Linked DNA regions of Mus musculus: regions 2 and 3 are each linked to region 1. A link is a contact called in public promoter capture Hi-C data. All regions are on one chromosome and are shown on one strand. Each heading gives the region's core, a stretch centred on a gene start, on an enhancer-like site or on the middle of the called end of the contact. The rest is flanking DNA. Distances are from core to core; before and after follow the strand shown. Region 1 has its middle 39 kb from the start of Gm25388. Region 2 overlaps BB557941 (expressed sequence BB557941). Region 3 has its middle 91 kb from the start of Galnt5.

What was found. Promoter capture Hi-C pulls out the DNA fragments that hold promoters and counts their contacts.
Region 2: a contact with region 1 is called in a promoter capture Hi-C map of hippocampal neurons, with 2.1 times the contacts expected there. The contact joins two enhancer-like sites. A contact is called at or near these places in 6 of 39 promoter capture datasets (the HPC-7 cell line, cranial neural crest, embryonic stem cells and 3 more) and 8 of 115 datasets of contacts at active chromatin or transcription factors (bone marrow-derived macrophages, embryonic basal ganglia, embryonic forebrain and 5 more).
Region 3: a contact with region 1 is called in a promoter capture Hi-C map of hippocampal neurons, with 3 times the contacts expected there. The contact joins two enhancer-like sites. A contact is called at or near these places in 1 of 39 promoter capture datasets (hippocampal neurons) and 3 of 484 Hi-C or Micro-C datasets (cerebellar granule neurons, cerebellum and neural progenitor cells).

Annotation. Positions count from the first base shown.
Region 1 is chr2:57,612,416-57,616,951 of GRCm38.p6, forward strand. No RefSeq gene overlaps it. Among named protein-coding and RNA genes, the nearest start is that of Gm25388, 39 kb to the right of the region's middle. Within about 2 kb of position 2,341, at least 32 of the 459 cell types and tissues checked have an H3K27ac peak or open chromatin away from gene starts, as enhancers often do. A contact at or near this core is called in hippocampal neurons, where this site is marked.
Region 2 is chr2:57,137,018-57,141,553 of GRCm38.p6, forward strand. All of the region lies in intron 1 of BB557941 (expressed sequence BB557941), which reads right to left. Among named protein-coding and RNA genes, the nearest start is that of Nr4a2, 24 kb to the left of the region's middle. Within about 2 kb of position 1,819, at least 8 of the 459 cell types and tissues checked have an H3K27ac peak or open chromatin away from gene starts, as enhancers often do. A contact at or near this core is called in hippocampal neurons, where this site is marked.
Region 3 is chr2:57,905,059-57,909,594 of GRCm38.p6, forward strand. No RefSeq gene overlaps it. Among named protein-coding and RNA genes, the nearest start is that of Galnt5, 91 kb to the right of the region's middle. Within about 2 kb of position 1,948, at least 9 of the 459 cell types and tissues checked have an H3K27ac peak or open chromatin away from gene starts, as enhancers often do. A contact at or near this core is called in hippocampal neurons, where this site is marked.

The DNA.
Region 1 (4,536 bases), core at 1,091-3,590:
AAAAATAAATTGAGGTTAACAACACTAAGTGTAGTGAGGGGGCATTGAAGCACAGGGATTTGGTTAAGATCTGAATCTTGGCTTTGTCCCCCAAAGCTTCAGAAAAAGTATTTATCTCTCCACGTTCATCTTCTTCATCTGAACACCGGTGTTGTTTATGCTTTCTTGTGGGGTTTCTTAAAAAATAAAGAGGTCATACACATAACACATTTTGTGTTGCTTTCTACACTTAAATACTGTTCAGTGCAGTTACTTTTCACATGGTTAAAAAAACAAAACAAAAAAAAAAAACCCTAGCATTAGCTATTGAATAGTTTGCTATAAATTTCAGTTAGAATTGCAAATATTTTGACAGCAGAGCCAGAATAAAATATTATCTAAACACACAAGTAGAAATTAATATTGTGAGTCTAACTGGACCATTTATGTATGTTCTTTCCTTTTGAGTTTTTTTTTTCTTTCTAAAAAAAACAACCACAATTTACTGATGAGTGGGCAGAATTGCTTTTCATAATGTCTTTCTAATTCATTAAAATCATAATAAGGTAAGTTAATTTAGAAAGCTTTTTTCCTATAGTGCTTATAAGTCTAAATGTAATTCAGAAAGTTTAGAATCAAGTTTTACTTAAAGATTAATAATTTTAAAGTTATTCAATTAAATTCTATATGCGTTTATTGAAAGCCTACAAAATGCCCGTGATTTAATTTTATTCATCAGACATTATTAAATCCATGCTGTTTTAAATTAAATCCACGCAAAATACTATAGAATAATCACATTCATTAGAAATAGCACGAATCTAATATGTATTAAATGCTAAGCACCATCTGACTCACTTGTCTCCTTTTCTAGAACAGAAATAATAAATCAGAACTTAGCAACTTCTGGGAATAAAAACAATCGCCTCTTTACTACCCTCGACTTGGCACATAGCTTGGCAACAAACGCTTTGCTGAAAATCAATCAAAAGAAAAAGTCATGTTAATCACACCCACAGAACAAGCGGCCGAACTTAGTCAACTGCGCATGCTCAGACAACACAAGCGCCCGGAAGCGACTCACTCAGTCTCTTGCCCTGTGAGTCTGGTCTCATCTGAATAGAGGATCATTTGTTAAGATTTCCAGAAAGAGGGACTAGAAGGAAAGCATATGCGCATATCTCTTAGAGAAACAAAGAGAAATGTAAAGTGGGTCATTCATAGCATTAAGAAAAGTAAAAATAAAAACAACCTTAGATGTGTATTTTTCTTTGCTATTTTGATAGCCAGTGATTTGGGTCCTTTCTAGAATAAAGATCTTTGGAAAGAAATCATCAGGGTGCAGTAGCACTCTAGTGAAATTTAGGAGCTTGCAAAGCTGTGGCCCGGTCTATCCTGGATTACAGACAGAATTGAGATAGAAAGATCTTATGCCTGGGAAAGTGGAGACCTCCACCAGCTGTTTGGAAATAAGTAAATTCCAAAGATCCAGCTCCCCCAAGGAAACATAGCAACTCCACCCCTCAAGTGCAAAATCACGCGTGGACCTTGTGAGTTCCCTGCTGTGACCACGCAGAGTGATAATTGAAGTTGGGGACCTTCACATCTCTGAAAGGGTGAGAGGTGCTTTTTGTCCCTACAAAGCACAAGTAAGGCTGCCCAGTGACCGAAAAGAAACCTGGCTCTGTAGTTCACACAAAAGTCCTGATTTTATAGGCAAGGCAGGCAAAGACCACAGTACCGTGTGATGTGAAAATACTGCCTACCTGGGTTTGGACTGGACGTGCAAGCCGTTCCTTATTGTCTAAAATGTAATAGAAATGCAGTACTCTGAACAAAAAAAAAGGTGGTGGTGGGGGGAATTATACGTTGGTTAGAGAACAGTGAAGGTTTCCAGTAGTTTCATAGGCCAACCAAATGTCTTTTTCTGCCATGTAAATGCAGTAAAAGGATATCTGAATTAAATTACAGGATTTATAGTCAGCAGGAAAACGAAAGCACCGAAAGATCACTTTTGCGTTAAAATTTGGTTTTCTCAACTAGCAGATATTTTTAAAATATAGGTGCCGTGTACTAATGAAGTACATCAAAGCACATTATGCTCTGCATTTTGTGAGAACTAGGCAATTTATAAATGCTATTCACATTTAATTAGGAGTCATTTCTTTTCCATAAGCATATTTACTCGGCTCTCCTGTTCCTACGGCAACCCAATGAGCGCTACAGCTACAAGAACAGCCTAGACTAACGTTAGAAAAGGACGGAGATTAATGAGCAGGCTCAATATTAAGAGTAGAAAGCAAAACCCAAGCAGAGACCGGGAGAGGAGCATTACAAAGAAAGCGCAAGAGAAGACTCCTCTTTCAAGGAGCCTATTTATAGCAGCGCAGATCTTATTTATTCAAGAGTGCCCGCAGTATACAGCAAATACAAGAGATGACTCATTTAGTGCTAAGTTCTGCTTAATTGGCTAACCACTCAGGTATTGTGGAGCACAAATACATACATATATACACACATGTACGTAATTATCTGCTTAAGGCACTTCTCAAGGGACCGCACAAACAGCTCTGCAAGCGTTGTGCTTATGGACGGTCCCTTTAAGCACGGCACTTGTGTGAAAACAGGCAGTATTTAAATTTGCTTTCGTATAAAAATGATGTCTTAAAATGTTTGGTGAAAAAGAAAAGGATTCATAAATCTGAATGGCCACAGTATTTTAAGGGTATTCCTCTACTTAATGCTTTATTTTAGTACTCCACTGTTATTAAAAGGTTGACTTGAGAATAAATGAATTGCTAACAGCACCAGAATCAAACATAAATAGAGATCAGAAATTTTGTATATATGCAACTTTTATTCTGCTTACAAACGACATTTCTTAATTTAAAGGTTTAGCTAGGAGAGGGAGCGGTAAGGAATGAAGGTTTTAACACGTTGCCTTGATTTTTTTTTCTTTTTTTGCAAAAGTTATATGATTTTCCTATTAGATACAAGTTAGAGGTAATTTAGAATTATTTCAACTTTGATATAAGTAAGGCAAATTAAACAAAAACTCCCAGAGTCAAGCTAAAAAAAGAAAAAAAAAATCTCAATGTGATCCAAAACAATATGTGGGAGAGACAATGAGTCTCACAAAAGGCAAATTAGAAATTACAGAAGCCTTGTTACCAAGTCTCCTTTAGTAAAAGTGTCAGGCTCTTGGGGGCAGCGTCCTCTTGCTATAACAACACAGAGGCAACAACACTGCTATCAAGGCTTTCAATTATTCTGCTTAGCAGGAAAAAAGTAAAAATGTTTCCTTCTGACCTTTCTACATTGCTTCATTAACTCTAACGTATAAGCAACAAGTAAAAAATGAGAAGCAGCCGACATCCCCCTTTGATAAGAGCTGACTTGAAGGAGAGGCCTCTCAGTAGCATCTTAGGAGTCTGGGTCTTCCTAGTCCATCACCACTGCCAATTCAAGGTGGGACCAAAAATGCCTGCCCAATCCATACCACTTATTTTAGTTCAAGCAGGACATTTCATATTTGACTGGCTTTGGATCTAGCAGGATAGTTGTGTATGTGAGCTGGTTTGTACATTTTTCTGCTGTTAGTAGTTAATACCAAAATTATTTCATTTAGCACTATAAATGGAAAAAGGAAACTATCTTATAAAGGCTCATCTATGCAATTATTAATGACCCAGGATTCTGTTGTCTCAGATCTACATGTATAATATCATATTAAATACTGGTTAAAATGAGGCATAATAGCTTCTACCTGCGATTTTCCTTCGTGAAAAGGAGCCCTTTCCAGCAACTATTGTCTATGCCTTGAATTAATTATGTTGAATAATTAAATCACCAGGCATTTCTTCCCCCAGATAACCTGTGAATCCGAGTCCAGCGTTTCTATAGGTACTTTTGTGCCTGCATCAGAGAGTATTTTAATACCAAGGAACACAGCAACTTAAATGCCATTCCCTGGGATTCATGAAAAAGCAATATATGAGAGTAAATAGGGCAAACACCGACAACAAAAGTCCCCCACTTGGAATCAAACACGCAATGCAAATAGAAGACAGACACCTAAGCAGAGAGGCTAGGGGTAAACACTGTGCTCTTGAGTCTTTCCTGAAAATGTTCCCCCAGTCTGTCTTCATCAAGAGTATTCTTCTATCTTTAAAAATGAGTTCTAGGGCAGTCAGGGCTATACAGAGAAACCCTGTCTCGAAAAACAAAACAAAACCAAAAAAAAAAAAAAAAAAAAAAGTATATTCTGATCGGTCATCGGTGACTCTTCTTCGCCCGGCTATCCGGGTGGATTGAAAATGCAGTCCCAGGGGCAGGAGCTGAACCCTCCCTCGCTGCAGATAATCAGCACGGAAGAACAGCTAACTTCTTAAATAATCACAATTACATTTCTCACATCCTTCTCTTCCCCCTTCCTGGTTTTTCAAACGTGGGGTTATTTATCAGAGGAGAAAAACTGGAGGCTGCTTTAGAAGGCAGTCAGGCACTCCTAACCTAATTAGCGTTAGCCACCTCCGAAAGTAAATCCCCACGGCTTCA
Region 2 (4,536 bases), core at 569-3,068, 480 kb before region 1:
CACCATGTGGTTGCTGGGATTTGAACTCGGGACCTTTGGAAGAGCAGTCAGAGCTCTCCAGCTCTCCAGCCCCCGTATCCCTGGTTTCCTAAAGCTCAATATGTAGACCAGGCTGGCCTCAAAATCACAAAGATCTACCCGCCCCCGGCCCCGCCCCCGGCCCCGAGTGCTAGGATTAAAGGCATGTGCCTGTGCTATGAAGCCTGGCTAATCTAAGGTCTCTTGCATGGCAACCATATATTCTACCACTGAGATTCCCACCAACTCTCTTTGTTCATGATGAACAGTGAATGAAAAGAAGCTGATGGGGACCAGGTATGTGGCCCCGGGGCAGAGCACTTGCCTAGCATCTGAGAGGCCCTTAGATTTAATCTTGACTGCCAATAATAAAGAAATTTATAAGTAAATAAATGGAAAAGCTTTCGTCCCCCTATTCTATTGTTTTTAAAAGTGTGTCAGGCCAGACAAGTATTAATCCCAGCACTCGGGATACAAAAGCAAGTGAATCTGCTTGGGCTGCAGCCAAAACTATGAGTAGCGAGTCTCTGACTTTAAAAAAGAAAAAAGAAAGGAAGGAAGAGGGAAAAAAACACAGTATATTCTCTTTCCTTCCTCTCTTTGTATCTTTATGACCTTGGTGGGGGAGGGAGCTCTACGGGGAAAGCTCAGTAGATAAAGTGCTTGCTCCATAAGCATGAAGACCAGTTTGGCTCTATCCCCAGCACCCACATATAAAGCTGAGCATACCGGCATGGTCCATAACCCCAGAGTTGGGGAAGGATACAGCCTTCAGGATCCTATGGGTTCTCTGGCCAGACAGGTTCTTCAGACAAGCAGTCTAACCAAAACAGCAAGCTCCAGTGTTAGTGAGATGCCTTGTCTCAAAAGCTCATGTGAAGGCTCACCACTGACCTCTGACCTCCACCCAGGCAAGTATGGACAAATTCATCCCATGCATACACCAGTACAACCCACACACTACCAATCATCATCATCATCATCAACAGCAACAACAACAACCATCATCTTTATGATAACTTTAAAAAGATCCAGAGTGCTGACAGTTACCGCATGTATCCAATTCTCTTCTTTACCCTGGACCAGGCAGCGCCTATTTAAGGCTTGCCAGAAAGAAAGGAAACGAATATTCCCGACTCACGGAGCTTCCAGTAGATTTAAAGATTTAAAATGCAGCTTTATGTCATTAACTTAATGTTGCAGTATTTAAAACTCTCTTGTTTCTTCATTTTAGGGTAATATTTAGGAATCGGCTTATTTCTGTTAAATGAAGGCTTTAAGCTTAGGTGCTAAGCACATGAAGTGCTCATTCTGAAAAAGCAGTTTACATGTCAGCAAATGAAGCTATTTTTACAAATGTGAAATATGACACCCTATTGGAAGGAGTAGTCTTGAGGACATGGTATGTACTTATTTATGAGGAGGCTAAGTTGCAAGTTATTTAAGTTGTGTCTTCTCTAGTTATCAAAAAATGGAGTCCTCTAGCTTATCTGTGGCAGGAGCTTCCTCTGTATTATCTGAGGTCATATGTGCCAACAGGTCAAGTCAAAGTAGTGTCTTGGTAAATCAAGTGATTCTGCAGGAAAAAAAATAATTTAAAAATAAAAATGGCACCTGGTTATTACCCAGATATATCTGTTCCCTCTGCTTCATTTTAGTCATAGCTATTTAATTTCCTGAAACAAAAAACAAACAGATTTTTCACGAATGTCAGTGCCGCAAAGCTAGCGCAGGAAAGAAGAGCCAGCTGTACCCGGCTTCATCTTATGCATCATCAACAAAATTGGCAGCTAAGTTCTGATTTCAGAGCCTCTGTGGTTTCTGACGATGAACAAGCTGTGCTTGATTTTCAGATACAAGACTGATACTTTGCTGACAGAAGAATCTATTTTTGATTTGTAAATTGGGCAAATTTGTTACAAAATTATTGATGTAGGATAAACGCAGATCTTGAGGATATCATTTTTAGACTCTCATCTCTAACCCTTAAACCACTTGTACTTATTTTTATTATTATAATCATCCTTATAATTATTAGCATTATGACGATGGAAACTAAGTATTTAAATAAAAATCACAGTTAAATTTTGTGAGTCATGTATCACCAAGTATTATGCTAACACAGGAGCATAATTGCAATGGAAAGGAGCAACAGAACTAATTAGCAATTGATTATATTAGCATCCCTGTTCTGGGTATAATGCTAATTTAGAATCATGTTACTGGTGATCATGGGTAAACTATGTCACTTCAGAATGAATGGTGGAGCAAAATATGTAAAAGAAATCTTTGATTTGGAATTCTCAGATAATGGAACTGGCATCTCAGTCACTGATTGGGCCAAATAATATAATTTTTTTAAATGTGTACTTGCTAATTTGCTCAGTTGCTAATGACATATGACTAAATTTTTTAAGACACGTTAACACTGGCCTTATACAAAAGTATTGAGTTGCGAGTTTTACATTAGCTGTTTCTATATCCTATGCCCATGTAGAAGTGCCCACTGTGGGTGCCCCATTCTTTCATGATGCCTGTTTCCTCAAAGCAAAAATCTCTCCCAGCCTTCCAGTCAGTACTGCCTCTCCCTTCTTCCACACCTGCTATTCCTTACCCACTTCAAAGCTTACCTGTCACTCAACCTATTTGCAAGGTTTCACAAGGACATGCAAGTTAAGAGCCTGAAATGTTTATTTTTTTAAAAATATGTTATCCTCCTGAGAGTACAGATTTGCATTTTTAAGAAGAACTCTTGAAGACCTATTGCCAGCAGTTGAAATGTCACATCTTCTGTCTGTCAAGAGTGGCAAAAATCCATATTCTACAATAACTGGCTTTTACTTATCGATTCTACCCAGCTTAAAATGTGTGTTTCTGAAGCATAATGAGATAGAGATTAAGATCAAGGGCTTTGCAGGCAGGCAGACCTAGTTCTAAAACTCAACTCTGCCACTTACTAGCTGCTAGTGGGATTTACTTATCTAGGAGAGAATCAAGTTACCCCCCTCACTGGGCTGTTGTGAGCAGTAATTTGGTCAGTGCATGTGAATTTGTTACTGTAACATGGAATGATGCAAAGAGTTCGGTCATCATAAGGTGCTATTATTTCTATAATCGATAATCACTTATCCCAAGCATTCCTTTGACATTGTTGGTTTCTATGCGTCCTACGTATTTACACATACATGAATCTCTGCATCCTGTACAATGGAAGTACAAACCTATGAAAACCAGAGCCAGAAGTCTTGTTTGATTCATCGTTCCCAACTGTGCAATGCAGAAAACTCTGTTCATAACAGTTGCTAAATGAATGTCATGTTTTAATCCATCCACTGTAAAATGACTCTCATGGCACTATGTATTTCCTAAAAGACAAGAATAGCTTGCATAAAGGAAAAGGCTAGGTTCGGACACTGTACTGGTTAGCTTTAACTGTCAAGTCAACACAATCTAGAATTACCTGAGAGGAGAGTCTCAGCCCCAGACTGTCTAGATCAACTTGGCCTCTGGGTATGTCCATAGGGATTTTATGGACTGTATTAATTGATATATGAAGACCCAGCCCACTGTGGGCAGTGCAGTTCTCTTTTGGATGCTGAACTGTACATGAGTGGAGAAACTTAGTTCAGCACAAACATAAACACATTCTCTACCCTTCATCTTGACTGTGAATGTGGCCCGGATAGGGTAAGTTTTGGCTGCCTTATTTCCCTGCTTTTATGAATGGCAACATGGAATTGTAAGCTAAAGTAAACCTTTCCTCCCCCAAGTTGCTTTTTGTTAGTGTTGTTGTTATTGGTTTGTTTGTTTGTTTGTTTGACAGTATGTCACGATGCAGCCTTGAGTAGCCTGGAACTGGCTATGCAGACCAGGCTAGCCTTGAACTAACAGAGAACCACCTTCTTCTGCCTCTGAAGTACTAAAAATTAAAGGCATGTAGCACCATGCCTGGCTTTGTCAAAGTATTTTATCACAGCAACAGAAGTTAAACCAAACAATACATTAATGTGCTTTAATTAGATCAAACTACTGGTTTTTGTTTCCTTTAGTTAAGAGCAAATGAAACATTCTCTTAAAAGACAGTCCTGTCTCTTTTGTCACTAGTACAACAGGGATCTCATAAGTTATGAGCAATAAATTAGTATCCCAGGACCTAATTTACCATCAAGGAACATGTTAGTACCTCCAGATTGCTCAGAAAATATACCAAATTACACTCTAGAGGTCTGAAAGAGTTAATATCACTCAGTAAAGTACAGCCCGGTTTATTATCGTGAAATAGTTGAAGTACTTGGAGAATTTTTTAAATAACATAGGTAAAATAACAAAAGCACTGATAATGTTTGTTCCAATTCTGTGGGGTACAATCAGTGGTGTGGAGCAGAAAACAGAAAATTATATGAGGTGGGCATAATGACTCATGCCTGAAATCCCAGCACTCAGGAGACTGGGGCAGGAGGATTGCTGTGACTTTGAGGGTATCTAGGACCATAGATCCTCTCTCAAAAAAAAAAAATG
Region 3 (4,536 bases), core at 698-3,197, 290 kb after region 1:
TGGTTGTGGAGGCCCTCCTCTTGGGAAGAGGAGGGGCACATGTTCTATTGTTTTTGCAGAGTTGGAAATACGAGATCAAAGTAACACCCAGTTTTCTTTTATCGTCCAGCCCAAGGTTGTGGTACAACTTCTCTTTTACTTACTGGATCTCATAAAGATGGTGATGAAACCAATTTTTGCCCAACTTTGAACAGTCATGAAGCGACATGACTTTCATCTACTGTGGCAAATGTGGTGAGTGTCTCAAGACTCTCTCATGAGAATAAATAGTTCTTATGAGAGCAGGAAACTCAGATCTCCATTTCTCAGGCCATAGTGTTGCATAAGACCCACCTGCAAATCATGTGGAAAGTGCTCATTCCTCATCCCATCCCAAAACCCTGATTTGGATCTGAGGCAGGGCCAACTCCATCTTGAGAATTCTATGTAGGGTTGGGCTTAGGGGAGGCCATCTGGTTGGAAGAGGAAGCTGGGAGGTTTGCCACAAGGCTGTGTTTGCAAAGCAAGCGCACTCATTTTAACTTAGTGTGTATGTGACAGATCAGTATCAATATTAAAGTTTCCTAAAGTTTCACTCACACTTTATATAAGAGTGATTAAATTGGCTCTATTAAAAAGAACTTCTTTTATTTAGGATAGGGGCTGCTGATGGAGATCTAGTTGACTTCTGCTTTAAGAATCTTTACTGAATAGACTCCAGGGCATCTGTCTTTTAGCTCTCTCATAGAAAAGGGTGGTTTATTCATTAATTCATTTAAAAAAAAATTTTGTTAAGTTATGAGTATGTGCCAGGAAATATTCTAGGTGTATTTTTCAGACACAGCAGTGGTAACAATCAACAGTAATAAAACCAGGTTAAAAAGATCTTTCCCAAGAGATTATAATCTAGTGAGTCAAAAAATAATAAACATAATGTATATAACGAAATTATATAATATGCTAAAATTATTGCTAATCTTTGAGAAACATTCTTTAATGAGATGCCTCTCCTATGCATATTTAGACTCTTACTAGGGCAGTTCCCTGGGAGGCCAACTTACTAACGCTAGATACAAGCTAGATGTGCCTCTCCAGACTTAAAAAAGTGACAAATGCCAAGCTTGTGTGGGTTTGGAGGGGGAAATGTGTATATGTGCATGCAAGTTTACATTTAAACACCTTATGGACTATTATCAAATCTTACATGGATGTCTTTAGATTTTTTTCCATGGAGTATCCTATATGCCATGCACTGCTGCCTTTCCAAAGAGTTAAGCCTTTTGAAATACGAAGAGACAGGTCATTGTGAAATGAAGCAATTCCATAAGTAATCTTTTATTCAGTCAACAGACCCATATATACAAATCACCAAAACTATAAAGGCTGGCTCAATGAGTCCTTTTTTTTTCCCATATAGGGAGTTATGGTATTCACTTAGAAAGCTAAGGAGAAATGAAATGACTTTATACTAATTCCCTTAATTTAATCACACAAAATGTCAGGACAATGTCATTTAAAGCTCTTTAATGATTTTTAAACAAATGGTCCCTGTAGCAGAAAAATAGTTGAACTAACATTGCTAACATCAATTTAATTTCTTTGGAATTGAAATATTAAATGAGCCTATCCTATCCCATTTACTTTTCAAACTGTGCTGAGGAAATACCTGAGGACCTCTCGGGAAACCCTAATAGGATCCTTCACTCTGTCCATCAGTCCAGAAGCACTATAATAATGCCTGAAATTTAGTCAATTCCACTTGATACATGGAATGAAACCATTATCACTATGCATGCCTCTCTTCAGCCTTCCTTTGTGAAAATTCCAAGCCCAATTTATCAACACCAGAAACTCACTTAGCATGGCTGCAAATTCTATATATATTTTTTCCAATGTTAATGTGAGTCATCATAGCATATCTCCTTAACCATATGTGCTAGAGCGAAGGACAGACAGTTATTTTAATATTCCTGGCCTAGAATCCTTCCCACAACAAACACATTTGATGCTCATACATGGTCCCTTTCTTGCCGACACTCATGCCTGTCAAAATGGCATGGTGCCTACTCAACATATGGACCGCTAGCTTTTCTCACTGGGGCACAGTTGCCAAAGAAATACGGGTTAAGCTGGGCACCCCGCATAGTAAAGCAGGTGACAGCTCTGCTGCTCCCCATCATGGGGGGGGGGGATGTGGCTGCAAACCCTCTAAGTGCTTGCCACTCCCTACACTGTGTAGTTTCATGAGATAGAAAAAAAGATTTGAGTCTTTAACTGGATCCCTCTACTTTTAGACAATTCCCACCTAGTACCTTTGATCCTATTACCTTCTACTCATGGATAGGAGGTCCATCTTCTGCCAAAAGCATACTATAGTTTAATAATCATTTGGAAGCACACAGTTATTAAATAAAGTAGCTAGCTAGCAAGCAAAAGAATTAGTATGTATGTGTGCATGTATGCAAGCACATACATATATGGAGAGAGAGAGAGGGAGGGAGGGAGAGAGAGAGAGAGAGAGAGAGAGAGAGAGAGAGAGAGAGAGAGAGAGAGAGAGAGAGAGAGAGAGAGAGAGAGGAAATCTGTATTGTTTCTATCCTGGCTTCTAATTTTCTACCTTCAATATACTAGGGCTGAGCAGCCCCTTCAGCACTGAGGGTTGAGATTTAAAAAAAAAAAAAAAAGATTGTTTAAGTCTTTCACAAATAGAGCTGACTCCTTACTTTTTTCCAATGAATCATTTCCTCCCTAATCAGGCTACATCCTGTTTGGTCTGTAATTTTTATTTCAAAATTTCCAAGTCAATTTTCATTTGTCCAAAAGAGTTTGTCTTGGCAGTGGCAAAAATGTATCCCTTTTCCCCAAACAAAGGCTTACACTTCATGTCTTGGGTCACTGTCATTCTATAAGAAACCTTAATAAGGTGTCTGGTCCAGTCTGTCTTTAGCACAAAGACTACAGGTAACTTATGTTTTGCCACCTTGGACAAATCCATCTATTGAAAATAGAAGCTTTCATAGTTAGTGTCTATCCTGGGCTCTAGGGCCATGAATTAGTCAATTAACAGTCACAAATGCCTGCTCTGTGTTGGGCAACTTTAGGGCAAGACTTTAAATAGCAGAGATCACCCTCCCCCAGTGTAGAAGTCCTCATCCTATCCATTTTAAAGATGATGAAGAAATCTTATTGGGCTCTGTGTGGAGTCAAGCTGGCACCATTTAAAAAGTAATAAACGTAGGTAGCATTCATTTAAAATCTTAGCATGTACTGCTCTGAAGAGCTTGCACATGGGCCTGTGAGATGTCTCAGTGGATAAAGGTAAGTGTGGCGACCTAAGCTTTATCCCCAGGCACCATGTGGTAGAAGTATGGGATAACCTCCTGTAAGTTGTCCTCTGACCTCCATTTCCAGGCCATGGCACCTATGGGCATGTGTGTGGGCACACACACTAGATAAAATATAAGTAAAGATACAATCTCGTGAGGAATTTTCTTTATCAGACTCTCTAAGGACAACAACATGTTGAGACATTAGCTGATTATTCAGAGTCACGATATCATGTGGTGATATTAGAATTCAAAAATTCTGAAAGAATTATTCTAGAGGGTTTTTTTTTCTACTCTTGAGCATTGTTCATGCCATTAGGATCCTATTCTTCTGCGAATCAGCGTGACTTCTTCATACTGCCAGCCTAAGAGCCCCATACCTGTCCATGTCCATAGGAATCAAACTCAGGTTTGTCATCTCAGCACTAAAGACTTTAGATGCAGTCTGGACTCTATCAAGACTTTGAGTCTGGCTCTTCCAGTACATTCATGTATGCTCTACCCTTGATGGTCTTCCCATAACTCCTCATATGTGTGCTTGTGTTACTACTTAGAGATCTTCTTACTGCTTCTTTGTACATTCCCAGTGCTTACCCATTAAGCTGTCTTTTCTTCTACTTCATACTCTGCTTACTCCATTTCAACGTCTCTAACCTTGTGTAGCAACAGCACTACTACACATTGATAAATTTAAAAATTAGCCACATACCATTCTCAGATAGGTATGTTTAACCTACTCAAATCAAATGGATGATGTCTTAGATTTTTACATGTCACATTGCCTACTTTATTTATTGAGGAAAACCTTCCTCACCACTGTCTGATAATTCCCCCTATCATTATATCCCTATATTTTTCATTCATTGCAAGTGACTCTTAAGAGTTGAGCTCTGTAAGTTCACTTACAAAGGATTATCATCCACTCCCTAGTATGTGCAACATTCTGAAAGGTCAGTACCCATGGAAAACAATCCATTTCAGCAGTAAACGTCACAAAGGCAAATTTCCTCCAAACATCATGTGTTACAAAAGAGCAATGTTTTAGTTTCTCAATAGTTTGTTTAACTACTATGTAAGTCAAGAAAAATGAAGGCTGTTAAAATTACTCCAGTTTCAAACAGAGAATCTGCCATTTACGCAAATAAACTAACAAAAAGGTAGCCAACATTATCATATTGTATGCTCGATGTTCAGTTTTTAATAGGCAGTTTGTTACTTAGAAATAATATAA